Linked DNA regions of Mus musculus: regions 2, 3, 4, 5, 6 and 7 are each linked to region 1. The links are chromatin contacts, called in public ChIA-PET, HiChIP or PLAC-seq and promoter capture Hi-C maps. All regions are on one chromosome and are shown on one strand. Each heading gives the region's core, a stretch centred on a gene start, on an enhancer-like site or on the middle of the called end of the contact. The rest is flanking DNA. Distances are from core to core; before and after follow the strand shown. Region 1 holds the start of Eif4e2 (eukaryotic translation initiation factor 4E member 2). Region 2 overlaps Pde6d (phosphodiesterase 6D, cGMP-specific, rod, delta). Region 3 has its middle 22 kb from the start of Ptma. Region 4 overlaps Gm41908 (a long non-coding RNA gene). Region 5 holds the start of Ptma (prothymosin alpha). Region 6 holds the start of Cops7b (COP9 signalosome subunit 7B). Region 7 overlaps Cops7b (COP9 signalosome subunit 7B).

The links. Promoter capture Hi-C pulls out the DNA fragments that hold promoters and counts their contacts. ChIA-PET counts read pairs in DNA pulled down with a chosen protein or histone mark. HiChIP or PLAC-seq counts read pairs in DNA pulled down with a chosen protein or histone mark. Capture Hi-C pulls out chosen DNA fragments and counts their contacts.
Region 2: a contact with region 1 is called in an H3K27ac HiChIP or PLAC-seq map of trophoblast stem cells, with 4 times the contacts expected there. The contact joins the enhancer-like site here to the promoter of Eif4e2 in region 1. A contact is called at or near these places in 16 of 39 promoter capture datasets (the 3T3-L1 cell line, 3T3-L1-derived adipocytes, the C10 cell line and 11 more) and 6 of 115 datasets of contacts at active chromatin or transcription factors (bone marrow-derived macrophages, embryonic basal ganglia, embryonic hindbrain and 2 more).
Region 3: a contact with region 1 is called in an H3K27ac HiChIP or PLAC-seq map of cardiomyocytes, with 4 times the contacts expected there. The contact joins the enhancer-like site here to the promoter of Eif4e2 in region 1. A contact is called at or near these places in 4 of 39 promoter capture datasets (the 3T3-L1 cell line, cranial neural crest, hippocampal neurons and 1 more), 5 of 115 datasets of contacts at active chromatin or transcription factors (astrocytes, bone marrow-derived macrophages, cardiomyocytes and 1 more) and 2 of 9 other capture datasets (embryonic stem cells and embryonic tail).
Region 4: a contact with region 1 is called in an H3K27ac HiChIP or PLAC-seq map of acute myeloid leukemia, with 7 times the contacts expected there. The contact joins the enhancer-like site here to the promoter of Eif4e2 in region 1. A contact is called at or near these places in 10 of 39 promoter capture datasets (the C10 cell line, the HPC-7 cell line, cranial neural crest and 6 more), 1 of 15 datasets of contacts at CTCF or cohesin (the NIH/3T3 cell line), 1 of 484 Hi-C or Micro-C datasets (bone marrow-derived macrophages), 21 of 115 datasets of contacts at active chromatin or transcription factors (the 230-238 cell line, acute myeloid leukemia, bone marrow-derived macrophages and 14 more) and 3 of 9 other capture datasets (adipose tissue, liver and macrophages).
Region 5: an RNA polymerase II ChIA-PET map of memory CD8 T cells shows a contact between it and region 1, with 32 read pairs. The contact joins the promoter of Ptma here to the promoter of Eif4e2 in region 1. A contact is called at or near these places in 7 of 39 promoter capture datasets (the 3T3-L1 cell line, 3T3-L1-derived adipocytes, cranial neural crest and 3 more), 11 of 115 datasets of contacts at active chromatin or transcription factors (astrocytes, bone marrow-derived macrophages, effector CD8 T cells and 3 more) and 1 of 9 other capture datasets (macrophages).
Region 6: a contact with region 1 is called in a promoter capture Hi-C map of adipose tissue. The contact joins the promoter of Cops7b here to the promoter of Eif4e2 in region 1. A contact is called at or near these places in 22 of 39 promoter capture datasets (the 3T3-L1 cell line, 3T3-L1-derived adipocytes, the C10 cell line and 15 more), 5 of 484 Hi-C or Micro-C datasets (B cells, CD4 T cells, the HPC-7 cell line and 2 more), 31 of 115 datasets of contacts at active chromatin or transcription factors (the 230-238 cell line, bone marrow-derived macrophages, craniofacial prominence and 17 more) and 4 of 9 other capture datasets (adipose tissue, liver, macrophages and 1 more).
Region 7: a contact with region 1 is called in a promoter capture Hi-C map of trophoblast stem cells, with 6 times the contacts expected there. The contact joins the enhancer-like site here to the promoter of Eif4e2 in region 1. A contact is called at or near these places in 18 of 39 promoter capture datasets (the 3T3-L1 cell line, 3T3-L1-derived adipocytes, the C10 cell line and 13 more), 3 of 484 Hi-C or Micro-C datasets (the HPC-7 cell line, cortical neurons and embryonic fibroblasts), 17 of 115 datasets of contacts at active chromatin or transcription factors (bone marrow-derived macrophages, craniofacial prominence, differentiating embryonic stem cells and 12 more) and 2 of 9 other capture datasets (adipose tissue and pancreatic islet).

Annotation. Positions count from the first base shown.
Region 1 is chr1:87,211,873-87,215,411 of GRCm38.p6, reverse strand. It overlaps Eif4e2 (eukaryotic translation initiation factor 4E member 2), which reads right to left and starts at 1,498. Exons shown (of 7, transcript NM_001039170.1): 1 at 1,393-1,498. The coding sequence starts at 1,412.
Region 2 is chr1:86,560,964-86,564,756 of GRCm38.p6, reverse strand. The region is part of intron 1 of Pde6d (phosphodiesterase 6D, cGMP-specific, rod, delta); the gene reads left to right. Among named protein-coding and RNA genes, the nearest start is that of Pde6d, 20 kb to the left of the region's middle. Within about 2 kb of position 1,821, at least 11 of the 459 cell types and tissues checked have an H3K27ac peak or open chromatin away from gene starts, as enhancers often do. A contact at or near this core is called in trophoblast stem cells, where this site is marked.
Region 3 is chr1:86,502,472-86,506,280 of GRCm38.p6, reverse strand. No RefSeq gene overlaps it. Among named protein-coding and RNA genes, the nearest start is that of Ptma, 22 kb to the left of the region's middle. Within about 2 kb of position 2,035, at least 425 of the 459 cell types and tissues checked have an H3K27ac peak or open chromatin away from gene starts, as enhancers often do. A contact at or near this core is called in astrocytes, bone marrow-derived macrophages, cardiomyocytes and 4 more, where this site is marked.
Region 4 is chr1:86,632,049-86,636,045 of GRCm38.p6, reverse strand. The region is part of intron 1 of Gm41908 (a long non-coding RNA gene); the gene reads right to left. Among named protein-coding and RNA genes, the nearest start is that of Gm41908, 7.0 kb to the right of the region's middle. Within about 2 kb of position 2,410, at least 62 of the 459 cell types and tissues checked have an H3K27ac peak or open chromatin away from gene starts, as enhancers often do. A contact at or near this core is called in the HPC-7 cell line, the NIH/3T3 cell line, acute myeloid leukemia and 4 more, where this site is marked.
Region 5 is chr1:86,524,275-86,527,818 of GRCm38.p6, reverse strand. It overlaps Ptma (prothymosin alpha), which reads right to left and starts at 1,262. Exons shown (of 5, transcript NM_008972.3): 1 at 869-1,262. The coding sequence starts at 913.
Region 6 is chr1:86,581,353-86,584,959 of GRCm38.p6, reverse strand. Cops7b (COP9 signalosome subunit 7B) reads right to left here and starts at 2,039. Exons shown (of 8, transcript NM_172974.3): 1 at 1,864-2,039. Pde6d (phosphodiesterase 6D, cGMP-specific, rod, delta) reads left to right here and starts at 2,175. Exons shown (of 5, transcript NM_008801.3): 1 at 2,175-2,660. The coding sequence starts at 2,611.
Region 7 is chr1:86,605,704-86,609,748 of GRCm38.p6, reverse strand. Cops7b (COP9 signalosome subunit 7B) reads right to left here. Exons shown (of 8, transcript NM_172974.3): 8 at 2,921-4,045. Among named protein-coding and RNA genes, the nearest start is that of Gm41908, 19 kb to the left of the region's middle. Within about 2 kb of position 1,493, at least 7 of the 459 cell types and tissues checked have an H3K27ac peak or open chromatin away from gene starts, as enhancers often do. A contact at or near this core is called in liver and trophoblast stem cells, where this site is marked.

The DNA of each region.
Region 1 (3,539 bases), core at 249-2,748:
CCAACATAACCATCCTTATTCAAGACAGGCAACCTAAAAACTATCTTCTTAGGATGCAGTTTGATTTGTTCCAATAGGAGAAGAAGGGAGGAAGGGCTGCAGGTATGAAGCTAGGTATTGCAGGGCCTATGACAGGAGACCAATGGATCTCTATCCTGCTGGACTCTGCTAATAAGCAAGGTGGAGAAGACATCAGGTCTTTTCTCAAGAAGCAGAGCTCACTCAGCCACCATGAAAACCTAAGGAAGAGCTGGCTGTACAACTGGAATCCCCATCCCAGTACTTCCTGAGTCTGCACCTCTGAACTCACTGTATTGAAAACCTGCAGCTTCACCACCTATCAGTGAGTCCACTTTCCCTTCACAGCTCATGCTCAGCATTTTACACAGTACCTCTAAGTATTGCAGAGCGTGATGTGGTCCTTCCGGTCCTAACCACTACAGAGGTGAGATCGATGGCTCAGACTGGAGGACTTTTGTACTGTCAAACAGCTGGTGGGCTTAAAACTAAAAATGTAGGCCTTTGAATGATAAACCAGATTTGATCACTACAAACCATAGAGAGGAGGGAGCACTGCAATCTACCCAGGGATACAATTCTTGTGAAACACTAACTTAAGTGGGGCTAGATGAAAACGAAAATTACTTTTAAATGCTAAAAGATTTAATCGTTAGGAGGGGAATGTTCTCACCCCCCCATCCCCCACCCCAACACATATTTCTTCTCTGTACTTCCCAACTGTTCGCTGCGGGAATTGGAGATGAATGCAGGGGTGGGCAGCCACTAAGAGTTGAAAGACAGGGACGGGGTGGGGGATGAAGGGAGGGTGGTGGTCGGGGAGGAAGCAGGAAGAATCTCAGATGAAAAGCATTCCGTACTCGAGAGGCCACAGTACTCAGCGCGGCTGCCCCATTACCTCATCGCAGCTGCCCAACTCTACGACACGGGCTCTGTTACCGTCCCCGCTTGCAGAAGACAAAATCGAGGCTCGGAAGGGAGAGGTGACCTTCCCAGGACGCCGAGCGAGTGCGGGAGGGAAGCCGCGTTCAGAGAGAAGGCAGCAAGGCTGCGGAAACACCCGAAGCGCTGAGGTCCCGCCCCTCCACGCCGCCGGCAGCCCGCACCCACCAGGGCGGGGCGTCCGAAAATCTCCTTCCGGGCGGCGCGGCCTCCCCTCCCCCGGCCCGTGCCGCGCCGGGGTCCAGCGGCTCAGGGGTCCCGGCGACCTCGGCCGCGCTCTCCCGGCCCCGTCGGGCCCGCGGGCGCAGGAAGGCTCGGGCTGCGGCGGCCCGGGAGCGAGCGGCTCGGCTGAGGGCGCGCCCGGCCCCGGCGGGAGCGGTCCCGGGGGACGGTTGGGGGAAGGGGCCCCGGGGTCGGCCACGCGCCACTCACGCGTCGAACTTGTTGTTCATCCTCTTGCCGCCGCTGTCGCCACTGCCTCACGGAGTGACTTCCGCTCTACCGGGTCCCATCGCTAAGGGCCCGGCTACTTCCGGTTGGCTGGCGAGGCGCTCAGCGGAACGTCAGTGCTCAGGCCTTGGGCGGGGCCTCTTTCCCGGACGGGTGGCCCGGGACGACAGCGCTTGTTCCGACCGGGGCTGTCTTGGTGTGGCTGCTTGCACTGAGCATTGTCTACGCAGGCTGCCGGCCATCCACTTTAACCTCCCCGTGGATTCCAGGGGGAAAATGTCAGGCATAGTAACCTTTAGTAAATGGTATTCTCTGGCAGTTGATCCTTTGCTCTTGGTGTTTGGAGAGGACGAGAGAGCACTACAAACAAACTTGCAATTCTGGCTCTTGGGAAATGGCAGCAGGAAGATCCAGACCTGCCTAACCAACATAGTGAGTTCGAGGACAGCCTGGGATACATTAAGACCTTCCCTATATATTGGGTGAAGTGGGGGGTGGGGGGAGTCGAACCAGGGTGACAAACTTACTGAGGACCGAGATGGTCTCACTCATCATTGCCTCCTCAACTGAAGTCATTGTCCCCACACTCCTAAGGACTGTCCAAAACCACATCACATACACAGGAATAAATTCCCTAGTTGGTGATGTAACTCCAGAGCTATGAGGCACGCATTTTCCTGACCCATCTGCTGAACATATTACATTGTTAGATGTTTATTTTTAATCACCAGAGAGGAGGGGTAGAAATTGATGTTCGTGCCTGTATTTACAGGTGAGGAAAGTGTCCCAGGACTGGCCCGTGGTTGTCCCCTGGTCACTCAGCAAGGTCACGCTTTTTCTCCTCAGGAAGACCTCAGGGGATCATCCTATTGCCTGGCATGTAAGGGAGGCTGAGGAAGCTCTCCTGTCACACCCAGCCCAGTGGCTTTGGGCCTAGCCTTGCAAGTACTCTGGCTTTTGAGAAGAGAGAGGACGAAAGGAATTTGCAGGGCTAGGAGTCTTTCTTACAGTGTCTGAGATTGGATCAGAGATGGAAATTTGAACCCTATAAAGGAGTGTTCTAGAGAGTTCCTCTTACTCTGGACCCCAGCTTGCTCATGTGAAATGTGGGTCAGGTGAACAGGGCCTTTTTTTTTTTTTTCCGAGACACGGTTTCTCTGTGTAGCCCTGGCTGTCCTGGAACTCACTCTGTAGACCAGGCTGGCCTCGAACTCAGAAATTCACCTGCCTCTGCCTCCCAAGTGCTGGGATTAAAGGCGTGTGCCACCACTGCCTGGCTTTGTTTGTTTTTTATTTTATTTTATTTTATTTTATTTTGAACAGTGCCTCTTGACTATCCATACTGTGAAGAATTTCTAACAATGGGGGGGGGGGAGATAGTAAAACTCAAGAAATCCTTTGTGATCAGTGGGGGTGGGAGGAAGTATTACATTAGACGAATGGGACGTACTGCTGAAGGTACACATTTGTGCTGTGGCATCTAGAAGAACCTTGCTAGTTAAAATGGGTTACACTTTTAAAAATTCTAGACCTCATAAAAGCCAAGACTCTGTACTTAGATCCCACACCCCTATCTCCATAAAAAAAAGGCTTTTTTTTTTCTATCTTGTGTATATGGGTGTTCTGTCTGTGCATATGTCTGCACTATATGCATGGGCGTTTTGCAAAGCCAGAGGAGGGTGTTGGATCGCCTGCAACTGGAGTAACAGATGCTACATGGGTGCTGGAAACCAACCCAGATCCCCGGGAAAGTAGCCAGTGTTCCTAACCACTGAACTATCTCCACCCTCACCCCCATCCTTTTTTGAGACAGGATCTCACCATGTACACTGACCTCAAACAGATGGATTTGTCTCTGCCTCCCTAGTGCTAGGACTAAAGGCCCCACCACGTCCAGTTCATGTTCTCTGCAGTTAAGAGAGTTCCCCACATCCCTTACGAACCTTCTAGAGAAAGTTCACATAGGGAAGATGTTGGAGCTGGGAAAACAGCTCAGTGGTTAAGAACACTTGCTGCTTTTATAGAGGACATGAGCAACCCACTGTCTGGTTGCTCATGACCACCTATAACTCCAACTCTAGGGTTCTGACATCCTCTGCCAACTTCCAACAGGCATGCTCACTCATGTG
Region 2 (3,793 bases), core at 572-3,071, 650 kb after region 1:
CTATGTCTTGGAACTCACTCTGTAGACCAGACTGCAGGCTGTGCCACTACCTCCCAGCTAATATTTATGTTTATTGTATGTATATGTGCCAGAATATGTATGTGTGTGTATATATATATATATATATATATATTTTTTTTTACAGAGACCACACAAGTGCATGAGCCTGTTGAGGTCAGAAGAGGCATTAACCAAGGTCCTCTTCTAGAGCAGTAAGTGCTCTTAACCACTGAGCATCTCTCCAGCCCCTGTACGGTGAATCCTGAAAACCAGTGATGCCTGAGCTCCACCTCCAGAGATTGTAATTTGATTGGCTTGAGTGGGGAGTTTGCAAGCTCTGATTTTAACAGGCAGCCAAAGTTGAACCATTGGTATTTATCAAATTTTTTTAAAAAGTGTCATGTGGCCCAGACAGGCCTCAGATTTGCTGTGTAACCAAGGATGTCCTTGCACTCCTGATTTCCTGCATCACCTGCAGGGGTTGTAGGCATGCTCTGCCACGTGCAGCAAAGGTTCACTTTGGAGGATTTTGTTTTGTTTGCTATTTGCAGTACTGGGGATTGAATGTAGGGCTTCATACACCCTCGGCAAGTGCTGTAGCCCAGGAATTGTTAATGGCCTTTAGATATCACCTGTGTACCACTGAAGGGAATTGTGTTTCTAATTTTCCCTTTTAAATCCTTAGTTTAGTTGGAATTGTGTTCAAGACAATTCTGAGTCTTACATAGAAAGCTAGAAAATTCCAAGCAGAACATCTTGAAAACCTTGACAGTCTGTGGTTGGTTGAGCTGCATGGTGATCCAAGGTCATCAAAGCCACTGGGGAGCAGCTCATCGACAGAGTGCTTGCCTGGCGTGCGGAGGGCTCTGGCACTGAGAAAAAGAAAAAGTAAGGGTACCCTCTTTGGCAAACCTTTGGAAGTAAGTGCCAACCTTAAAAGCCGAGATCTACTGCTAGATGAGGTGGCCACACCTTGAGAAGAAGGGTGGTCTCTGAGTTTGGGGCTAGCCTGAAGCAAAAGTTGAGTTCTAGGACATACAGGGCTACACAAAGAAACCCTGTCTTAAAAAGCCAGGAGGAAGAGGAGGAAGAAGAAAAGGAAACAATGATCTACTTAAAGTCATTCTGAGGTGGGCATGTAGCTCACTGGTAGAGTATGTATAAGGCCCTGGTTCCACCCTCCAGAACTACAAACTTCTCAGAAATGTACAGTTCCAGAAAATTTTTATTTTATTGTGTGTGCTCAAGGGCTCATTACGTGCACTGTGAGAGTGTGCCACAGACAGCACACCTGTGACAATCAGTTCCCTCCACCTGTCCACATAGGTTCATGGGATTAGACTCAGGCCATCAGACTTATGCAGCAATCATCTTTACCCACTGGGCGGTCTCACCAGCCCTCCTGCCCTAGCCTCCTGAGGGCATGGTTCACCACACCTGGCAACTGGCTTGATCAGGGGGTTGGAGAAAAGTGTGAAAGTGGGTTTGAACCTGGTCTCACTATGTAGCTCAGCCGACCTGAACTCATTATCCATGTGAGCCTTAAATTCACAGCAGCCCTCTTGCCTCAGGCTCAAACATGAGCCACCATGCCTGGCTGCTCCTCTTCCTTCTCCTCCTCTTCCCTTTTTTTTTTTTTTAAAGAAAGATCTTATATCCCAATGCAGAAAGACTTCTGGAGCTGTCCCAATAGTATATAGTATGGACAAGATGTGAGCTTCCTTGAGTGGTTTTAGTCTGAGTTTGTCTTTACCTGAAACTGTAGCCCTATCAGTTTGGCTATCTTGTCCAGGTATGCAAATGAGGAAGAAAGGAGACACCTGGGTATGGCCGAAGACTGAAAGGAGATACAGGTTAGTCAGCATGTGTTAGACACTGATAGATATCTTATCTCACAAGGCCTCCTCAGGGTGGAGCCAACTATGGCACTTTGTACTAACCTCTCTTACAGATCAGGCTTCTCACAGTGCAGTGTAATTCTCCTACCTGGTAGTTTCTCTACCTGGAGGAGACTCTGAGAACCACAGCAGAGCCTGAACCCAACATTCACGACCATTTAGCAAATGCTAGATGAATGAAATGCCCAATTAACCTTGTTATAATACAACATGGTTTGGTCAGTTTCAAATCTGAATTAATCCTACCTTTTTTAATATCAATCATAGTTTTATACCAGTAAGTTTAAACTGTAAAATAGATAAGTACACTGGAGTTTAAGAGGAAAAATGGAAGAAAACTATTGTGGACTTGTAAAATTCTATCAAAGCTTTAAGATTCAATTTTTACTTTTATTTATTTATTTATTTTTTTATTTTATTTTTGAGACGAGGTTTCTCTCTGTATCCCTGACTGCCCTGAAATTCCATTTGTAGATCAATCAGGCTGATCTCAAACTCCAAGATCTGCCTGCCTCTGCCTCCCCAGAGCCGGGATTAAAAGGTGTGCAGCTCATGGCCCTGCTTATAGTTTGTCTGTCTTTTTTTTTTTTTTTTTTTTTCTTTTCTAAACGGGTCTTGCAAGGGATGGAGGCACAGGCCTTTCTTTTTGACTGTATTAGGAGGGTCAGATTTCAACTAAAACATGTTAAGAGGTTTAGCTAAGAGACCATGTTTTTTTTAATTTTTTTCAAAGTTTGGAAATTGTAGGTGCCTAAACTAGGTGTGATGGTATGTGCCTTTCATCTCAACACTGAGGAGGCAGAAGCAGGCAGATTTCTGTAAAGTCAAGGCCACTCTGCTGTTACACAAGGTGAGCTCCAAGCCAGCCCAGCCATAGTTAAGACCCTGTCATAGATAAGCTGGATGATTGGATAGACAGGCAGGCAGGCAGGCAGGCATGCATGCATGCTTATAAATATATATCTGTATATTCCTAGATGTTGCTTTCTGACTGGAAATCAGTTTATTAACATAGATATATTATCAATAAGCTTAATTTCATGTTCATTTCAAGAAGAATCTTAGATACCTGTAGTATCTGTACATTGTAGTATAGTACATTGTCTGCACCCAGCTCAGGTCACGAACACACAGAGTAAAGCCTGTCCATCCCATGCCCTTTAACATTTGTCTTCCCAGTTCTTGAGGTTTGTTCTTTTAAACTTTTTAACTTTGGGGAGAGCTGGACTCTCCCCATCTGTCCTCAGGAGGTGTGGTTCTAACAAGAGCTTATCCCTTGTGCCTCGGAAAACTGAAAGGATAAAGAGCTTTGTGCTGATAGAAACTTGGGTTTCATTCTTGACCCTGATCTTTCTTGGAACAAAGCACAGGTTTCCAGAATGCTTTCTTTCTGAAAGTCAGAGGCTAGTGGCATTCCCTGGAGGAAAACCTGAGTTCTGGTGTCTAGGGAGCGATGTTGGAGCTGGTGACGGTGCTTGGCTCTCCCTGGGGATACCTTAGAAGGGAAGAACAAAAGAACTGGCCTATTAGGATTGTCTGATGCTGATTCATAGAAACCCTAGGACACTTTCAATCTTAAAAATAAATCAGCCCAAAGTACCACCTTCATCTTTGTTCCTCAAATTATGAGATTTTTAATAGTAAAGTTTTAATATCTCAAAACTTAGTTTTCTCATCCAGAATGTAAAGGTAGAGGTAATAAGACCCAGCAGAGTTCTGTTTTTGTAATTCAGCTAATGCAACATTTGAGACAGCATCTGTTAATGAGGTAAAGCATAAAGTATGGGGAAACAAGAGCTGGATTCTAATGCTAAATTTTTAAATATAGGAGAAAATAACTGTACAAGCCAGTTAGAAAGGCTTTGTAAGCCGGGCGGTGGTGGCACACCTTTGAT
Region 3 (3,809 bases), core at 786-3,285, 710 kb after region 1:
GCTTGGGTAGAAGCAGGAATCTCCTGGCCTCCCTAACTCCAGTTCTGCCCCCTTTGCTCCAGAGGAGGCTCTGACAGAAGACCCTTCCTGGGCTCTCCCCTAGGAGTGTCCAGCCTCTCTGTCCAAGGATAGCCATTTTGCCCACTCAAGCTCTCTCTCTCTCTCTCTCTCTCTCTCTCTCTCGATCTCTCTCTCTCTCTCTCTCTCTTTTTTTTTTTTTTTTGGTTTTTCAAGACAGGGTTTTTCTGTTATAGCCCTGGCTGTCCTGGAACTCACTTTGTAGACCAGGCTGGCCTTGAACTCAGAAATCCATCTGCCTCTGCCTCCCAAGTGCTGGGATTAAAGGCGTGAGCCACCACCACCAGGCCCACTCAAGCTCTTTAAGGACCCTGTGCTGGGTCCTCCTCCTTCCTTCCTCTTGGTGGTTGATTTCAGGTCTCAGCACTCTGGCTACAGATACTCATTACCCACCACCCAGCCCCAGGCTTCTAGCACTGTGTTGTGGGCAGATTTATGCACTGGCCAGAGCGGGAGGGCCAGCAGTGGGCCAGTCATACTCTGGACAGCCTCTTGAGCTGGCAGAGGCCCCAGCCAAGCCATCACCCTGTCCCTTCCCCCACCCCTTCACTCATTATCAACTTAGGGCTTGTGTACAAACAGCAGCTGGCCTCTTTTGTCAATCTCTCTGCCCTCCCTGCTCCTCCCTGCAATGCTTCCCAACTGGCTCCTCCAATTCCACCCCCCAAGATGACTTAGAAGCTAGAGCCCTGGGGAATCCTTGAGAGGGAGGGAGGCAGCTCCTGTTGTTCTTGGTCCTAAGTTTTCCTTCAATTTGGTGATATTAATCCATCTGGGACACCATAGGAACCAGGGAGGGCAAGGAACCAAAGCAAAGTCAAAAAGGCGGCTATAGGCAAGAAGCATGTATCACTCGCCCTTATGCCTGTTTGCAGAGCATGTTTGCAGAGCCAAACTGCCGCCGGGTCTGTTGTCCTGACTGTGCTCAATGCCCCACATCTTTGTAAGGGGACACGTGGAGATGACCTGCTGCTCCCTTAGACCCCTAGTAAAGGCTTCAACAAAAGTAATTCTACCCGTCTACAGGAAAGGCAGGCAGAGCTATATGGCAGAGAGCCCGTTGTCAACGCCCAGGTTTTGGAGCCGGAGGAACACGAGCTGTTCAGCAGAGGACAGGAGTCCGCCTGGTCAAAAGATGTGTGGAGGCAAACAGTGCACACCTTTAATCCCAGCACCCAGAGGCAGAGGCAGGTGGGGTTCGTGGCCAGCCTGGTCTACAGAGCGAGTTCCAGGACAGCCAGGGCTATACACAGAAACCCTGTCTTCAAAACCAAAAAAAGCAATAAAGGTGACAACACTGTAATCGACCCCATTTTGCAGATAAGAAAACGGTGGCTCCAATTTAGTCAGAGAGAGAGGAACCAAGTCTCAGGAGGAACCAAGGCCGCCAGTGCCGTGTTAGAGATGCTGTTGAAGTTTGGAAAGCCTGAGACTCCACGGTGGGTTGGCCCTGCCTTGATCTGTGATCCCCAGGTCAAGGTAACCGAGTGGGTCACAGTTAAGGATATCCTAGACTCTCTGACAAAAGAGGACCTGCGAGAGGCACCTGCGACTTCCAGGAACGTCACAGGATGCACACCAAAGACGGCCAGGAGTTCGCAGGCGGATGGATATGAGAGCTGTGCATGGGAAAACCCCGCCAGCATAGGCAGCGCAGCTGAGGGCGAGGAAGGAAAGGTGGAGCCAGAGCTGGACCTCTGCCCAGGTCCCGTGCTCCTCCGTGCCGCCGCCACCCTACCTCCCCGCCCCAAACTAAAGCCCGCCTTCCAAAACGCTTTGTCCGGACCCTCCGGAACCACTCAGGGCAGATGAGACTGTGTGCAAGGACACGAACAGGCCACCTGACGGCGAGACCAGGAGGCCCCCTAGCGGGCCCAGCTACGCGGCACATGGCCTGGTCCGCGCGGGCGGAAGTCCTACGGCCGGAGACCCGCGGCTGCCACCGGGCCAGCGGGAACAAAGGACACGGCGGGCAGAAGGTTGGCCGAACGGTGATTGGCGGCTGGTGGGGAGTCCGGGCCGAGACGGGATTGGTTGCGGCCTCGGCACCAGCCCCGCCCCTCGAAGCCGAAATCTGAGCTCCTAGCAACTCCCCCGCCCCCGGGCCCCCCTGTGCGGACCTGCTCCGTAGGCGGCCATCTGCACCCGCGAGGGCGCCTACACAGGCGTTGGGCTTGCATCCCTGCGGTACCCGGAGAGCTATGTACCAAACTACCCGCCCTCCTCCCTGCTGCAGGAAGGGGGTGTCAGGACCGTGTAGCGAGTTCCAGACACCGCCTCCTGGAGAAGCTCGACGGCCACTGTAGTGACAGGGTGCACGCGTGAAGAGACCGGATCCCGGGAAGCTGTCCCGAGGGTGGTGGCTGTACTGGGAGAAGGGCCAGAGAACAGGGATCACTCAAAGAGTGGGGGCCAGGGTAAGACAAGGAAGTGGAGGAGGCCATAGTCTGAAAGTCAAGTCAGGGAAGTCTGACTGGATGGCCCTGTAAGTCCGAGAGTAGTGATGGAGCTCTACCCCCAGAACCCCAGCCAGGCTTGAGGCACGAGGGAGAGCGAACCAGGTTCCTTTACTAGCCAGGCCACCGCAGAGTGGTTAAGAACATGAGGAGGGGCCTTTCTCAACAAGGTTCCCCTTTCCCAGATGCTTAAGAGGTGAGAGGGGTGGGGCTCTGGGCCCGGCCACCAATCACAGCCTCTACTCCACTTTGAATCTGGGTTGGCGGGCGCGGGCTGCAGGCCGCCAGGTGTGCTGGGGCCCTCTTTGTCCCCACTTCGTCTGCCCAGGCACGTCCCATTCCACCCCCATCCTTCAAGAGCCCCAGGGCCCGGTCTTGCTGGTTCCCCTCTTCTCCCCGTACACCATCCCCCCCTTCCCGGTAGGAACCTAAAACTGGACTCAGGTCAGGGTACCTTGCAGGCTTGGTGACCAGTCCTCTAGAGTCCTCTTGTACAGGGATCATAATCCACTAGAGGCAGGCAGTTTCTCCACAGCTGGCCACCAAGGGCCTGATGGTGCAGGGGTGGAGGTCGGTCGGGGAGGAACTTTATACCAAAACTCCTTGAAGAAAGAGAAGGCCAGGGAGACTCAAATTGGTGAGTTAGATCCCCAGGACTCACTCATATAATGAAGTTAGAGAACTCAGAAATTGTCCTCTAAACATGGTCTCTATAGTGGGTGTGTGTGTGTAAATATTTGTAAAAAATACGCCTTTTTTTTTTTTTTTTTTGGTATAGAATAGAGTTTATTCAGGTCATCGGAGGGGAGTTAAAAGGCTAGTAGAGGCAGAGGAGAGAGTAGAATAGTAGAGGCTTGCCGTGACCACGTGCTGAGGGGGGAAGGGAATGGGGAGGGAGGGAGCAAGAGGGTAAGAGCAAATAGGCTCTTTTTAAACCCCAGGGCTACTCCATGCATAAGATGTGTATGCCTGTCTAGCCACACACAAGCCCCTTAAGGCTGTGGTTCCTCAGCTGTGAGTGAGATGTGGGGTTGTGTTCCAGGCTGCTGTGAAGATTAAGTGGGATCCTGAGGAGGGATCTTTGTTAAAGGGAAAGCCTGCAATGTGCTCAAGTATGCATAGGTTACCAGAGCCCAGACGCATGCGAGGAGCCAGAGCCCAGCAGCCAGCCAGCCAGCCAGGGTGGGCCTCAGCGCCTGACCTATCTCAGAGGGAGAGGGTGCCAGTAAGAACTAAGCCAAGTCCCATGAATAATCCCTGAGCCCCTCAACCCTA
Region 4 (3,997 bases), core at 1,161-3,660, 580 kb after region 1:
GTGATGGCCGACTAGGCCATCTTCTGATACATATGCAGCTAGAGTCAAGAGCTCCGGGGTACTGGTTAGTTCATATTGTTGTTCCACCTACAGGGTTGCAGATCTCTTTAGCTCCTTGGATACTTTCTCTAGCTCCTCCATTGAGGGCCCTGTGATCCATCCAATAGCTGACTGTGAGCATCCACTTATGTGTTTGCTAGGCCCCGGCCTAGTCTCACAAGAGACAGCTATATCAGGGTCCTTTCAGCAAACGCTTGCTAGTGTATGCAATGGTGTCATGATGTTCCTCTTCTAAAATGACTCTCGCTTGTGTCAAGTTGACAAAATTAATTAATTAATTAAACATTTTTTTTAAAAGCCAGCCAGTACAGGAGTCATTTATTTTTTCAAAAGGCCACCTGCGCCGGGGCCTAGCAAACACAGAAGTGGATGATCACAGTCAACTATTGGATGGATCACAGGGTCCCCAATGGAGGAGCTAGAGAAATTACCCAAGGAGCTAAAGGGAACTGCAACCCTGTAGGTGGAACAACAATATGAACTAACCAGTACCCCGGAGCTCTTGTCTCTAGCTGCATATGTATCAAAAGATGGCCTAGTCAGCCATCACTGCAAAGAGAGGCCCATTGGACTTGCAAACTTCATATGTCCCAGTACAGGGGAACCCCAGGGCCAAAAAGGGGGAGTGGGTGGGTAGGAGATTGGGGGGGTGGGTATGGGGGACTTTGGGGATAGCATTGAAAATGTAAACGAGGAAAATACCTAATAAAGAAATAAATTAAAAAAAAAAAAAAGGCCACCTGCTTTTCCATCTGTGCCCTTTCTCTTCCCTTTTCCCTTTACGTTGAGTACATAGACTTCACTGTCTAAGAGCACTCACCTATGCGACCCATTTGTGTGTTCAGGGTCCACCTGTTAATAATCACTTGCTTGTCTTTCTGTCATTAATCCATATCTTGCCAATCTAAATCCCAAAGAGAAGCTACAAGGGTAGAAGGGAAAGGATTTTTTTCCTCCCCTAGAGTCACAAGTTCTTTTTCTCTTCAAGAACCATCTTCCTCTGAGTGTTGTTGGACTTCATTTCCCAGCTTCCTTTGCTGTTAGGTGCAGCCATGTGATTAAATTCCAGCCAATGGAATATGAGCAATGTACTATGCATGGCTCTTGAAAAATTCCGTGCTCTGTGTGTGTGTGTGTGTGTGTGTGTGTGTGTGTGTGTGTGTGATGTCCGTTTGTCTGAGAGCTTTGAAATTCACACCGATTATATTTGTGATAAATATGTCCTTTCTTAAAGCTGCCCAGGATATTTTGATTTTGCAAAGTACTGGAAGTTGACACCAAGCGCTAAGTTCATGCAGAGAAAAAGCATCAGTCGCTATACCAGCTTACCATACAAGGCGCCATACTGCATCCCCAGTGGGGTTCTAATACCAAGTCGACAAGTTCTAGCACCAGGAAGTTCCTTCCTCCCATCTGAAAGCATAACACTAACAAGGTCTTCAAACCCACAGTGGGAGTGAGCTAACAAGTTTGTCTCTCTGGCTGTTACTACTCTATACCTAGCCTCACAGCAGGATGCCTGTGGCCCTTTTTGATGCTGCCTCTGCTGGAGCACACTCAAGAATTCTTTTAGACTCCTAGGATTCTCTTGTCTCCGGTCACCTCTATGACTGTCCCAAACCCCACATCACCAAGGTGGCCATGCACCAGAACACGTTAGCTTCAGCCAGGCACAACATAGTCCTTTCAACCAAGAGACTTTGGCCAGGGCCTTCTGGATGACTCTGCTGGTCTCCTGGCCCTGGACTCAGGGAGAAGAGGCTGTGGGTCTCCATTGTTTTTTTCCAGGGGGCTGTGAGCTACTTGCTCCAGATCTCTGCTCACCAGGGAGGCTAGCACCTGCTATGCCTGGTCCACACTGACCCTCATCTGGAGAAAAGGAGCTGGCCTTCCTTCTACAGTAAAACAAAGAGGCCACCCAGGGACTCTATGCAGAGCTCAGATCTGCTCCAAGATGTCCTGCTGGCTTGCTCAAAAGAGCAGCTGGGCGCTTTTTCTTCTCTATTAAAAACAATCACTGCAGATTACATTGACTTGAGAGGAATAGATGATGAGCCCCTGGGAAGATATTAATTTCCATTTTGTTACAAAAACATACAAGCAGACTGCTGAGAATCCAGTCCTCTCATTTGCTTGTAAAACATATTTTGCATTAGTGCATTCCTTCTTCTAGAGTGTATTAATTTGCATTTGCTCCTTTTTAGAATTTAGCTAATGGCTTATTAATTTTTTTTTCACTGCCTAGGAGGGAGTTTTCCCTTCTAATGAGCATAATATTAAACCCTACAAGCAGTCAACCCCCAAACACCCTGTGGGTCCAGCCCAAGCAGTGAGTCCACGCTGGTCACCTATAGCCCAGTGCTCTTCTGGCCTGAGAGCAAACAAAACCACGGGCTTGCCTTTTTCTCCATCAGCACAGAATTGTAAAAGGAATTTGACTAAATACTAGAGAGGGGGAAAAAAAAAATCAAGTCAGTGTGGTAATAAAGGACTTGAAAGCTCCCCTGTGAGACTTATTGGGAGGTTTTGCTGTTCTTCCCAAGCTCGGCCCTGCCTTCTCCATCGCTGGGGTGCTGGGGTGCGTTCCTGGGTTTGAGCATTCTATTCTCTCTCCAAATATGACTGAGAAACTGACTGGGACAAAAACTTCAGTCTGAAGTCCACGCCAGTGGGTGGCCACAGGGTCAACAGAAGCCCCATTCTCCAAAGCCATCTGCCCCCAGATATACAAAAGGAAGAACCTGGATGCCTGGCAGACCCTGTCCTCCCACCCCTGTCCCATACTGCCCCGCTCTGCACAAAGGTCACTTCCTCCAGGTGCCTATGATTAAGTTTATCAACTCTCTCTTCCTCCATTTTGTTTAAATTTATTACTTCCTTTTTCTCCTTTCTCTTGGTTTGCAGCTTAAAGGGAACAAGGTTCACCAGGCATGGGCTTGATTTATGGTTTCTCTTTTTTTCCCTCCTTAATGTAAGCCCTGGGAGCAATGAATCTCCTCTAAGTACTGCACTGGCAGCATCCCAGAAGCAGAGATGTGTCACTTTCATGGTTGTGTTCTTAAAATATTCTGTGCAGTCCCGAATGTCTTCCCTAATGAAAGGTTTATTTAAGAAAGGATCCGCTCCGCCCAGTGCAATGAGAAACAGCTGAAGACAAGTCAGGGCCAGAGGAGCAGGAAGGAGATTCCATTTGCTGAGACCAATCTCACTCCGTGAAATGAAAACTTCTTGAGGTAAGCAAGGTGGCACACTCACGTGACCACATTCATTCACAAGGCTGAGGCAGGTGGAGCCTAACTTTGAGGCCAACCAGGGCAACACGGTGAGACATCTCAAGAAAAATAATAATTAAAGTGAATGGACATGTGACAAACATTGATAAATCGGTTGCTTTCCTCTTAGGAGTTCTGAGGAAAATATAAGAAAGGTAGCTCAGTCAGTGCTGGCAGAGCATGAGAAAGCCTGCTTCCCATTCCCAGAACCAAATAAACGGGACAAAATGGCACATACCCACAACCCCAGCACTCAGAAGACTGGGGGATATCAGAAGTTCAAAGTCACCCTCCTATACACGAGACCAGCCTCGGTTACGTGGGACCCTGATTCAAACAAACAAAATCAATGAACTTTTAAGGAAAGTTGTCTAAATAATTCTGAAGTGCATCTGTAAAAACACAATGAGTTGTAATCCACCCTCCTCCTGAGGTCAGGGTATGGGTGCCTGGGAAGAAGGCAGGTAGGGGACAGCCACCACCCAAAGCCTTGTGTTTTCTGAGATGTGACTACAGTCTATTCCAGTCATTCAGGAAGGACTTGCTAGATATGCAGCCTGTAGAAACTACGGCCAGAGCAGCAAAAAGGACAAAGAATCTTCCTCCAGGATAGGAAAGGCAAGTCTTAGACAAATGAACACGTGTGAGTACCAGAGAATACTGTA
Region 5 (3,544 bases), core at 13-2,512, 690 kb after region 1:
GTGTTTGAAAGCAACGAGTCCGAACCGAACACGGCTGAGGGTGGAGAAGACTCCACCGGGAGGGCGAGCCCCTGCCTCAGGACCCCAGCCAGGACCGCGGTGCTGCGCGGGCTTCTAGACCGCCACGGCACCACCGCAGCTGGGGAGCCGTGGGGGGGCGTCCAGCCGCTCCGCAGCTTCACTTTCTATTTCCTCCCCCTCTCGCGTGGGCTCGCCGCCCGGGCCCAACCCCGTCAGCAATGACTGACCCTGCGACGAGGTCCGCCGCCGCGGGGACAAACACGACCACCCGCGTTCACCCGTGGCTGCGGACCAGACCCTTAGGTGTCGCGGTCAGAATCCCCCCAGCGCAGCACGCCGCCCCATCCGCGTCATCCCGGATAACCGGTGGCCGGCCCGCTATAGGGCGCGAACCCGGGCGCCTAACAAAGAGCGACTCGGCCGCGGGCGCCCTCAGCTCGCCGGCGCCGCACACGCGCCCCCCACACTTCCGACTGCGGACGCGCCGGAGTTTCAAAGTTATTTCCGTGCGCCGCGGCCCCGCGACCCCGGCCCCGAGAGCGCTCAAACCATTCGCAAACAAGTTTCGAGAATCCGCGTCTCGGCCCTCCCCGTTTGCGTCCGAGTTCCGAGGCGACCCCAGGCCATCGGCCAGCTCCCGACGGCGGCACCAATGCCCGCGCCGCTTCGCGCCCCCTCCCCCGCACACAAAGAGTGTTGCCCGGGGCCATCGCGCCGCTGGAGGGTGGCGGGGTCGCCTGGAAAAGCGTTTGCGTGATGCTTTCCTGAAAGCCCGCAACCACGCGCCCCAACGCCGCCCGGGCGACGGCGCGCAGACCCCGAGGGGGCGGGCGGCGTCCAGCCTCACCTTGGTGGTGATCTCGGAGCTGGTATCCACTGCCGCGTCTGACATGGTGGGGCACGCCGGTGGTCCGATGCCGCGAGTGAGGGAATTAAAAGTCGAGTTCGAGGACTCTGGCGAGAGAGCTGCCGGAGTCCGCGCTGGAGGAGGCGGTGGGCGGCGAAGGTGGCTGCAGCGAGCGCGGAGCACGACCCAGGAACAATGCAAAGATGGCTTTTCGGAGCAGCCAGTGGGGGACTCACGCGGCGCCAGAAGCTTTAATATAGATTAGTGGGCGGTGCTCAGCCACCCTAGTCCCGGCGCTATTGGCTGAGCGCAGGGAGCGGGCGTCCTCTCATTGGCTCGATTCCGAACAATGGGCAAGTGAGCTTAAAGCGGCAGTGCCTCGGCTTGGCGCGCGCTGCGCAGTCCCCCGCCGCACTGTCATTCAGAGTGTTGAATTTTGTTGGGTCTCGCCACGCCGGAGGGGGGTCGCGCGCGTGCGCGCTCCCGCAGCTGTTTTGCTAAGGCCTCTGACGCAGAAAGCTAAAGCGCGGCAAAGCTGCCCGCCCAGCCCCGGTCCTCCCCCTCCCTCGCGACTGCTCGGAAGAAGGAGGGGGAGGGAGGGAGGAGGGGGAGCGGGAGCACTGCCCGCCAGGGGGAGGGGGAGGGGAAGGCGAGCGATGGGCGGCGCTTGCCCCGGGCGGTGTCCCGCGTGGTTCCCGCGCCCGGGACCTGCCCGCACCGAAGAGCAAGTTGTCCCAGTTCAAGTGAACATCAGTCCACACAACGGGGTGACTGTGACTCGCACCTTCCGCCCCGTCCTCCTTTCCCTCCGCCTCGATGACACTAGTGATCCCCACCGCCCACCACTGTCCCGCCGTCCAGGGTCAGCTCCGGAGTGGGCCTCGCGCCCTGCACACTTGGGGGGACTCATGCGAAAGTCCCGGTGTCCTCGAGCGAGACAGGCCTGGGGCCTCACGCCACAAGGCGGTGTCGCGCCTCAGGGCTCTCTGGTCAGCGTCTGCTGTAAGAGGTCACTGCCGTCGCGACAGCTCTTAACATCATCCAGAGCCCCGCCCGGCCATCGAGTTTACCCCTCTCCCCTAACATTTTGCAGGCTCCAGTGGGCATATGAACAGTGTGCAACTGGGAGAAACTTGTCTCCCCGGCCATTAGGACTAGTCCTTGAAGGGGTTCCTTCAAACTTGAGCCATTTACGGTACCACGCGGAGCCTGAGAAAAGAAAAACCATAAAGACGCCACACTCAAGATGGCGTTGGACTCGGCAAGCGTGGCGTGACGTGGCGACTCGGCTCACGCGAACAACTTCAAAATACTATATTACTCCATTTTTAGCGCTGTCTCACTTGGCTGTCGAACTAAGGAATTTGCCCTGTGAGAAGAGCGACCAGAATGGCTATAAACGGGTTCGGAGAAACGACTTCGCCACACTCAAGATGGCGGCAGATAGCGTCCGACTGTGTGTCGCCAGGAGGGGGCGCCCGACACGGAAGGCGGGACTTGGGAGAAACCCGCACACACTGGCTGAGAGTGGCGGGCGAACACAAAGTTGACGCTTTGCGCCCTGCCATTGGTCATTCCTGCTGTCTGTCTCCTGGGGGCCGTGGAATCGGGAGTGAGGAAAACCCGGAGTCTTGAATCGGGGAGGGTGAATGGGTGCCAAGTCCCTTAGAGCTTTGAGGTCGAGGCGAGGAGACTGAACTGCCCTTATGGCTCACCCCCGGCGTTTGGGCCCATCCTCACCCGGAGGCCCCTATGCGGAGCTTGAGGAGAGGAGAGGAACGTGCAGTGTCGGGAAACTGTTGCAGTTGGACCCAGGGTCGGCCCGCGAGCCGCACGTGGCCGGCCCGCATCCCCGCGCGCACGTGCCAGTCCCGCCACCAGCCGCTTGGGCCTGTGTGAGCTTTTCCTTTAAGGAGAAAGCCTTGCCGCCGCCCTTTGGCCTGCGCTCACTCCCGTTGTCCAGCGGTTGCTCCTGTCCTGGCAGCCCCTGGCAAGGGAGGGTGTGAAGGCCCCCGGGGTCTCGCTCTTCTCGGAGCACACTAATGGCCGGAGACGGTTATCGCGCCCCAGCGCCCTAGGTTGCACAAACTGCCTGAGTCCGAACTGCCCCACCCCCGCCAGCGGGCTTTACTGTGATGAGGATATGGAGCTTAAACAGGGAAGGGCCTTTGAGCTGCAGCTGCCCAGACCCCTTTTTTGTAGATAGGGAGGGACGGTGCTTCAATATAAACAGAAAGGAGGATGCTTTCTACCTGGTGCTTATCCATTAAGCTCCCGTTATTCTCTAGAGGATTGTTCCATCTACAAAACCCAGATGCACAAAGAGCTTGGCCTATACCACCCACATCTTAGTTGTGGTTTCTGAGTTCTGGATTGGGAGAGCTGAGGGAGGCAAGGTGGCAATCAGTGAGAAGCTGGATAAGTATGAACTTCCCTCGAAGAAGAACTGCTTTATCTAGTCTTGTGCATGCCCGTGCCTCTACCATAAGGGAGGAAGGCCCACGCATCTGGTTGTAGAAGCACTATCTATGTTCAAGCTAAGCTTACGGACCTCCTGCTGTATTCATGACAGTGTTTGGCTCATACAAAGAAAAAAAAATCCATAGGTTCTAGAAAGGAAGTTAGAGTTATCAAATAAGCCATGGTCAGAGCTCCCGCTATCCTAGTATGTTTGAG
Region 6 (3,607 bases), core at 790-3,289, 630 kb after region 1:
GGCTACACAGAGAAACCCTGTCTTTAAAAACCAAAAAAGAAAAAAGAAAGAAAGAAAAAGAGAAAGAGGAAGAATACCCAACCCAATTCATAACATATCTCATAAGATAAAACTCAGATCCCCATCAACTCTCTCAGAGATGAACTGTGACTATACATACAACTTGCCATTGGAAAAAATGCTACAAACACATGTCAGCTATATGCCGCACATACTGCATAATCACGTATAAGTGAAATCCACATACAAATTCAAATACACATAAAATATCCACATAGCCATAAAGCCAGGAAACAAGTTGATTGCCTGCAGATATGCGGATGTATTATGGTGGAAAAGGGCATACGTGGTAGCTGCTGGGAAGGCTCTGCTTCTTGATTTGGGTGATACTTATGGGTGTGTATATCTTCTCTCACCCAATGTATGGCACATCTCATTAACAAAGATAATTCAGGATTAAAAAAAAAAATTAACATGAGGGGAAAATCCTCAACCTCTGAGTAAGAGGTTCTCAGCCTTCCTAACGCAGAGACCCTTTAATACAGTTCCTCATGCCGGGCGTGGTGGCGCACACCTTTAAGCCCAGCACTCGGGAGGCAGAGGCAGGCGGATTTCTGAGTTCGAGGCCAGCCTGGTCTACAGAGTGAGTTCCAGGACAGCCAGGACTACACAGAGAAAAACCCTGTCTCCCCCCCCCCCCAAAAAAAAAACAACAAAAAACCAATTCCTCATGCTGTGGTGACCCCCATCCCTAAAATAATTTTCATTGCTACTTCAGAACTGTAATGTTTCTACTGTATGGATCATAATGTAAACATTTTTGGAGATAGCGGTTTGCCAAAGGGATTTTTGACCCACAGTTTGAGAACCACTGCTTTAAGTTCAAATGTCATTTCCACCATGAAGTTTTGCCAGCTGTTAAAGGCACGTCACCAGAACCTCTAAGGCATTCTCCACTTGATCTTGACTAAAAGGCCAACAAGTAATCCTCTGTGGCATTCTGATATCTTTTCTTTTATGCCACTTGTCAACTCCATCTTGAATCTCCTTATCTCCCTAATCAGTTATGTATCTTCTGAATAACAGTGGCCTATCTTTTACTTAATTCAGTACCCAACCAAAACCAAAAACCAAAACAAGGTTTGTTGAGTTACTTGGAAGAAAAACAAACAAAATGGGTGGGTGATCAAATGGGTGGAGTGGGAACAAGAACAGGAAAGAAGGCCAGAGGAAGGACACAGGCGTCTCCAAGGAAACAGAGGGTTAAACCAACTTTATCTACTTTCTGGGGGAAAAACAATCATTAAATGTCAACTTGAATGTCAAAAAAGCAAATAAAAATAGCAAGACCTATCTAGTCTGAGGATAAAGGACTGTCACACCAGCTCCTTTCAGGAAATCCATGAAATAAATGCTTTCCTATTTTCTGGGTGTTTCAACACTAGTTCAGAAACTGTTCATTAAGGAGAAAAACAATCACATTGCCATGCTTCTAAAAATATTACCTCCCTAGTGTAGTGTAGATACTAGATGACAGGTCAGTAGATGTAAAGCCAGATTTTAACTGTGTCAATTTGCTGTGCTCTCTGGCCAGTCTCTGCCTCACCGGGTCTCTATTTCCTCATATTTAAAAACAAAAGATAAAGAGATTGGATTGGCAAAATCTTTTAAGTCTTCCTGTACTAACATTGAGTATAAACAATCTTTAGCTCACCCAGTCCAAAGCAGAAATATAACATAAACCCTGCAAAACAAGTAAAAATGAACTCCAGACTAATAAACTAACACTATTTGAGGAGGTCATTTTGTTCTGTTATCTCTCGTGGCTTAATATGTGGTTTTGTTGGTGGTTTGCAGTCTTACCATGGTTTGCAGACTCCTGAGTTCCATGTAAACAGAAGTTAACTGTCGGTGGGTTGTCACGTCTCCGGGGTAAAAGAAGACCTTCCTGCTGGGTTTCAAGTAACAGGATTCAGAAACCAACCCCATAGGAGGATTTCAAATATGTGCACACTGCTCGGCACACTGGAACCCAAGTTAAAAAGATGGAGCGCATAGTATGCTGGGACTTGTAGTCCCTGGCCTCTAATGGTGCGCTGGGATCGCCTGTGCTCTCTGGGATGCTGGGAAATGTAGTTTCTGCCACCTTGTACAGTGCAGCCTGCCATAGTCTCAGACCACTAGTGTGCCCGGCAACAAGAGCAGGCATCTCAAACGCCTCTGAAGATTTCAAGCCATCGCTCCTCTGGGACAAACTCTAGGCAACAACACGAAAGAAAATTCTGTCCTCCGGGACTCTCCAAGAGGGCCTTTCCCACTGACGCTCTCCGTCCCCGAGCGAAGCCGCTGAGCGTTGCTATTGGCTACTCAAGATGCCAATCGCCAAGGCTGGCTTGTCATTGGTTTCAAGGCGGGAGCTCCACGACTAGAGGGAAGGAGAAGGGATCAGGAGCGGGAGCTGAGGGGAGGGAGAGGCCGGTTCGGGTCTGGCCGCCACCGCTGTTCACCTGAGGTGTCCGGCCGGGCTGCGGCTGTCCTCGGTTCCTGGGTACCGTCTGCGAGGCCCCGCGGAGCCAGCGTGGGAGGGCCGCGGGCGGCAGGCGCCGCATCATGTCAGCCAAGGACGAGCGGGCCAGGGATATCCTGAGAGGCTTCAAACTGTATCCGCCCGGGAGCAGGGGCGGGGCTGGGAGGAGGCCGTGGCTCTAAGGAGCCAGGCTTTGGCAGGGGCGTCAGGTGGGCACCGGGGAAGAAGGGCTACGAGAAGGGGCAGGAAAGGAACTGTGTGCCGGGCCCCCGGGAGGGACCGCGAACGGGAGGCAGGCACAGGGGCACCCTGAGGGAGAAAGGGGACGTTGATGGAGCCTGGGGGGGGGGGGGGGCGGGGGGGAGGATGGAGGTGGAGGAGCCCCGGGACCTGGCTACTGCGAGAAGAGTTCCCATTTGAAATTAGGGTCCTGAAGGCCGGGAGGCCAGAAGGGGGCTGCAGTCCCCACGCAGAGGCTGAGGGAGTGCAGCAAGCTGGCCTCCTAGCCTGCCTAGGAGCGACTTTGGCGGGAAGCCCAGGGTGGGAGCAGGAGAAAGTGACTCCAAGCAAGTGACCTTGTATGTGGGGGATAATGTACCCCATCCCACCCCACCACACACACATCCGTCTTGTTTTCACAACTTTTCTTCCTCACTTGTGGCTTCTTATAGGGCTGGAGTAGTGGAGAGGTGGGGAAAGAGAAATTAAAGACGGACCCCATCTTAACACTTTGTTGGCCTTTGGAGCATTAACATCTCAAGTTCTCTTTCCAGCGAGATGAGAAATAGGAGGTGTGTGAGATGCATGAGGTACTTTGGTTTTGAACCGACTCCCGGCAAAATTATCTTTGGCATTGCTGAGGTTAACGCTTTATTATGGTGAAGCTGTTCACAATTACTTGATTGTGTTGAGGACACCATATGATATCAGAATTCGTTGTTTCGGTGGACTTGGTGTTGAATGCCTGTGATCCCAGTACTTGGGAGATGGAAGCAGGGGGATCCAGAATTCAGGTCATCCTCAGAGTTTCATAGAGTTCAAGACCAGCCTTAGTTATAGGAGACCCTGCTTCAAAAAGGA
Region 7 (4,045 bases), core at 244-2,743, 610 kb after region 1:
ACTACATGGTGGTTTATAACCACCTATAATAAGATCTGGTGCCCTCTTCTGGTCCACAGGCAGAATGCTGCATATATAATAAATCTTTTTAAAAATTTTAAAAATGTTTAAAAATAAATGAGCAGGACTCCAGAGGCTTCGTGAAGGTGAACCTTCTATGGTTTTTGTTTTTATTGTTTGGGTTTGCACTGTCAGACAGCTACTTCCCTGCCCTGTCATTCATCATCATAATCACAATTTCGGTTGAGGGGTGTTAAAATGTCTGCTTGTATGTAGGCCAGACTGGGATTGAACTCAGAGACCCACTGGCCTTCCAAGTGCTGGAATTAGAGATGTGTGCCACTAAGCCTGGCTCTTTTTTTTTTTTTAATGTACACTTTAGTGTGTGCGTGTGCCCAAGTGTGGGCCTGCAGGCCATGGGGTGCTCCTGTTAGCCAGAAAACAATTTGAAGAAGTCAGTAGCGTACATACGTCCAGGACAGAACTCAGGTCATCTGGCTTGACCACGAGCAGCCTTCCCAATCTTTAATTTCTTGATTACCTTGTCTCATGAATAAATTATGATCATCCATTTCTTTCCAGCAAACTGTTGTCAATTTAAATTGCCATTTAAACTAATGATCCTAAGCTCTTGTGGTCCTCTCTGCTCATTTGTCTTTCATTGGTTTGATGGGTATTTTCCCTTTTCCTTTTGTATACTTAAAAAAGCTTGAGAGCCGGGCGTGGTGGCACACACCTTTAGTCCCAGCACTCAGGAGGCAGAGGCAGGTGGATTTCTAAGTTCGAGGCCAGCCTGGTCTACAAAGTGAGTTCCAGGACAGACAGCCAGAGCTATGCAGAGAAACCCTGTCTCGAAAAACAAAACAAAACAAAACAAACAAACAAACAAAAAGCTTGGATTTGTAATTTTGACTAGGCAGTTTACTTCTACTCATCTCTAATTTCTTTCCATCTATCCTGTTGTTTTGAGGACTCTCACACTTGTAGCCCAAGCTGGCCTGGAGCTCATTATGTAAACTAGGCTAGTCCTAGGCTAGTCTCCTGCATCACTTTGAGTGCAGGGATTACAAGCATCAGTTGGCTTCCCTCTCCTGTAATCTTATATGTTCTGACCTCTGGCTGCATTCCTAGCACACAAGTAAACCCAGTAAGGATGCTGATGAGCAGTTTTCAAGTTCCTGGAGTGGCAAGGGAGGTAGGAAAAGGATTGGTTCTAACAAGAAAGATATGGTTGAATCAAAACTTCAAATTCTCAGTTAGGTAAAGACTATTATGAACTGTATTGTGCCTACATTCATTTTGAAGGCCTCCACCCTTTTTGAGTGTATTTTAGAATGGGACCTTTGAAGAGGAAAGAGTGAAATGAGATCATGAAGGAAGAACTTGATCTGTAAACAGAGAAAAGGTCCTGTGAGGACAGAGAAGACATGAGGACAACCGTCTGCACACAAAGGACGCAGGCCTCTGGAGAAATTGATCTTGCCAACACAATGACCTTGGACTCGCAGCCTCCAGAACTGTGAGAAAATTGATTCTGTTGTTAAAGACACATGGCCTGAGGTGTTTTATTATGGCAACCACAAGAAACTTGGATGAGTAACTTCACTTATTGACAACACATGGGGAAATGGCCAGCTGGCTGTGCTTCTCACAGTGAACAACCACAGATGGAGAGCTGGGTGTTAGAGGTGAGCCACACAACCTATGGAGGGCATGTACAAGCAAAGAAGGGTCACAGTGGACCCCCAGCAAGCACAGACACTGGAGTCTGTGTTAGAGTCGGAATCTGCCATGTGCTCTCCTCCCTGAAGGCTTGTGGTTTGGTCCAGGGCAGTGGAGATGATATGGGATGGAGCCTGGCTGGAGGGGAGATATATCTTGTCCCAGGTCCTTCCTTTCATTTTCTTCACAGCTGCCTAAAAATAAGCAGTTCAGCTCCACCATGATGCTCTGCCCCGCCACGGCCCAGATACAATGGAGGCCAGGGACCATTGACTGAAGCTTCCCGTTTTCTCAAGTTATTTCTGTCATAGCAACAGAAAGCAACCTAACACATCCCTGGAGAACTTTTAAGGCTGGCGGAGAAACACAGGAAAGGCCTGGGGGCATCAGTGCCATGAAAGCTGAGAGAACACTCAGCAGTGCAAGCCGGTCAGAAAGCTGGAGGTCAATGGTCTCCTTGATGAAAAAGAAAAAGCAGCTGGGGGGGGGGGGGGGGGCGAAGGCAGGAGGAGGAAGCAGAGAGAGAAAAGGCAGGCAAGTGTCAAGAAGCCTGCTTGTTAAAAACAGAAAAAGCTGATGGTTAGAAAGAGACATTGGAACCAGAAAGGATCTCCCTGGGATATAAAATTCTTTGTCACATACAGGCACTGGAGATGGAAGATGTAGAATAAGAAATGGTGGGGTGGAGAAAAATTGGTCCAGGGAGCAAAACTGAACTCATCACAGTAAGAACAATGGAGGCAAGATATAGCTGTGTTTTCCTGGCCGATGCTCTCAGGTGGATCTCTGGGTTCAAGGACAGCCTGGTCTAGAGTGAATTCCAGGACAGCTGGGGTTACACAGAGAAACCCTCCCTGCCTTGGAAAAAATTAAATTAAATTAAAAAATAAATTGCATTTCAAAATTACCTTGCCAGTTGGGAAAAAGATGAACAGTAACTTGCTCACAGTGTGTTCCTGTCTGGGGTCTAGAGAGAGTAGTGGGAATATCTATGAGGCTGGGAGGTGTTCTACACTCTTAGGGTTTTTTTTTTTTTTTTTTTTTTTTTGAGAAGAACTTGTTTACCAAAACTTACCCAAAACGTATCCCATTAGAAAGATCAATACCCACAAAGACCTAGTAGTGAGATCAATGTGGGCATGGGCTTCATCCCAGAGATGCCTCCCAAGACCTCATTAATGAACTTCAGTGAGGATATGGAATGCAGGGAGGGAGTGCCACATTTATTTAATAACAGAGCCCCTCTTCCACAGAGCATGTGATTAGGGAGTGATCAAACACATTTTGGGAATCAAACTTAACCTACAGTTAGGTATAGTGCTATCTGGGCATATGGACCAGCAAATAAGGAACACAGGAATACTTTAACACTGGATCAACCCACTTTTTAACCATGCCACTAAAATAGCATCACATTTCTCTGAACAACCCAAATTACTGCCCTCCAAACCCACCAGCTGTACAACCCCATACTCCACAGTCGCATATGTCAAATCTACACTTTTCTTTTTTCTTTTTTTTTTTTTCCTAAAATGTACTTTTTAAAACTTAATTAGGTTTAAATCAGTACAGGGTCTCCATCTCCCCTTAGGAAACAAAATACACACACACATACACACACACACCCCTCCATACCCCCAAGCCCTCCACACATACACATACCCTATCCCACCCCCATATAATCCTCCACACCTACACACACACCCTCCAACCAAGTGAGACATCCCCGGCGATTGGACTATAACAAATATTGACACAAAAGGAGAAAAAAGCATGTTGAAATGTATTAGAATCAACCTGTACAAAAAAAAAAAATTAAAATATAACCTGAAACTGTTCAAGTTCAGAAAGTCTAGTCAAGTCCTTTTCTCTGGCCAGGAGTGGAGTATGATGTCATCAGAGGGCTCTGGGTCGCCAGACAAGGAGGGAGAAAGAAGCAGCAATGGTCCTTCACCAGTCTGAGGGGCTTGGGCACCACCACTCCTACCCCAGGGGCAGCCAGGAGGCATGAAAGATCTTGGGAGAGCAATTGTTGGCAGACAATCCCAGTGGGTAGCTGGGTCGAAATGCCAAATCAAGGCTGTGCAGTCAGAGACAGCAGCAAGAGTAGCCAGCAGAGGACACCAAGCTAGGAGAAACACCTTCTGCTGCCCCCAGACCCAAGCACCCTCCACTGGTGTCAGACACCAGGGGTTAGTCAGCCCAGTGCCCCAACTTGATGAGAGATCCTGGCTGGGCTTAAGAGGCTGAAAACCCAAAGGTTTAGTAAACATAGCCCAGCACCACATCCCTCCATGGCCTCAACTGGCACTGCCAACAGGGG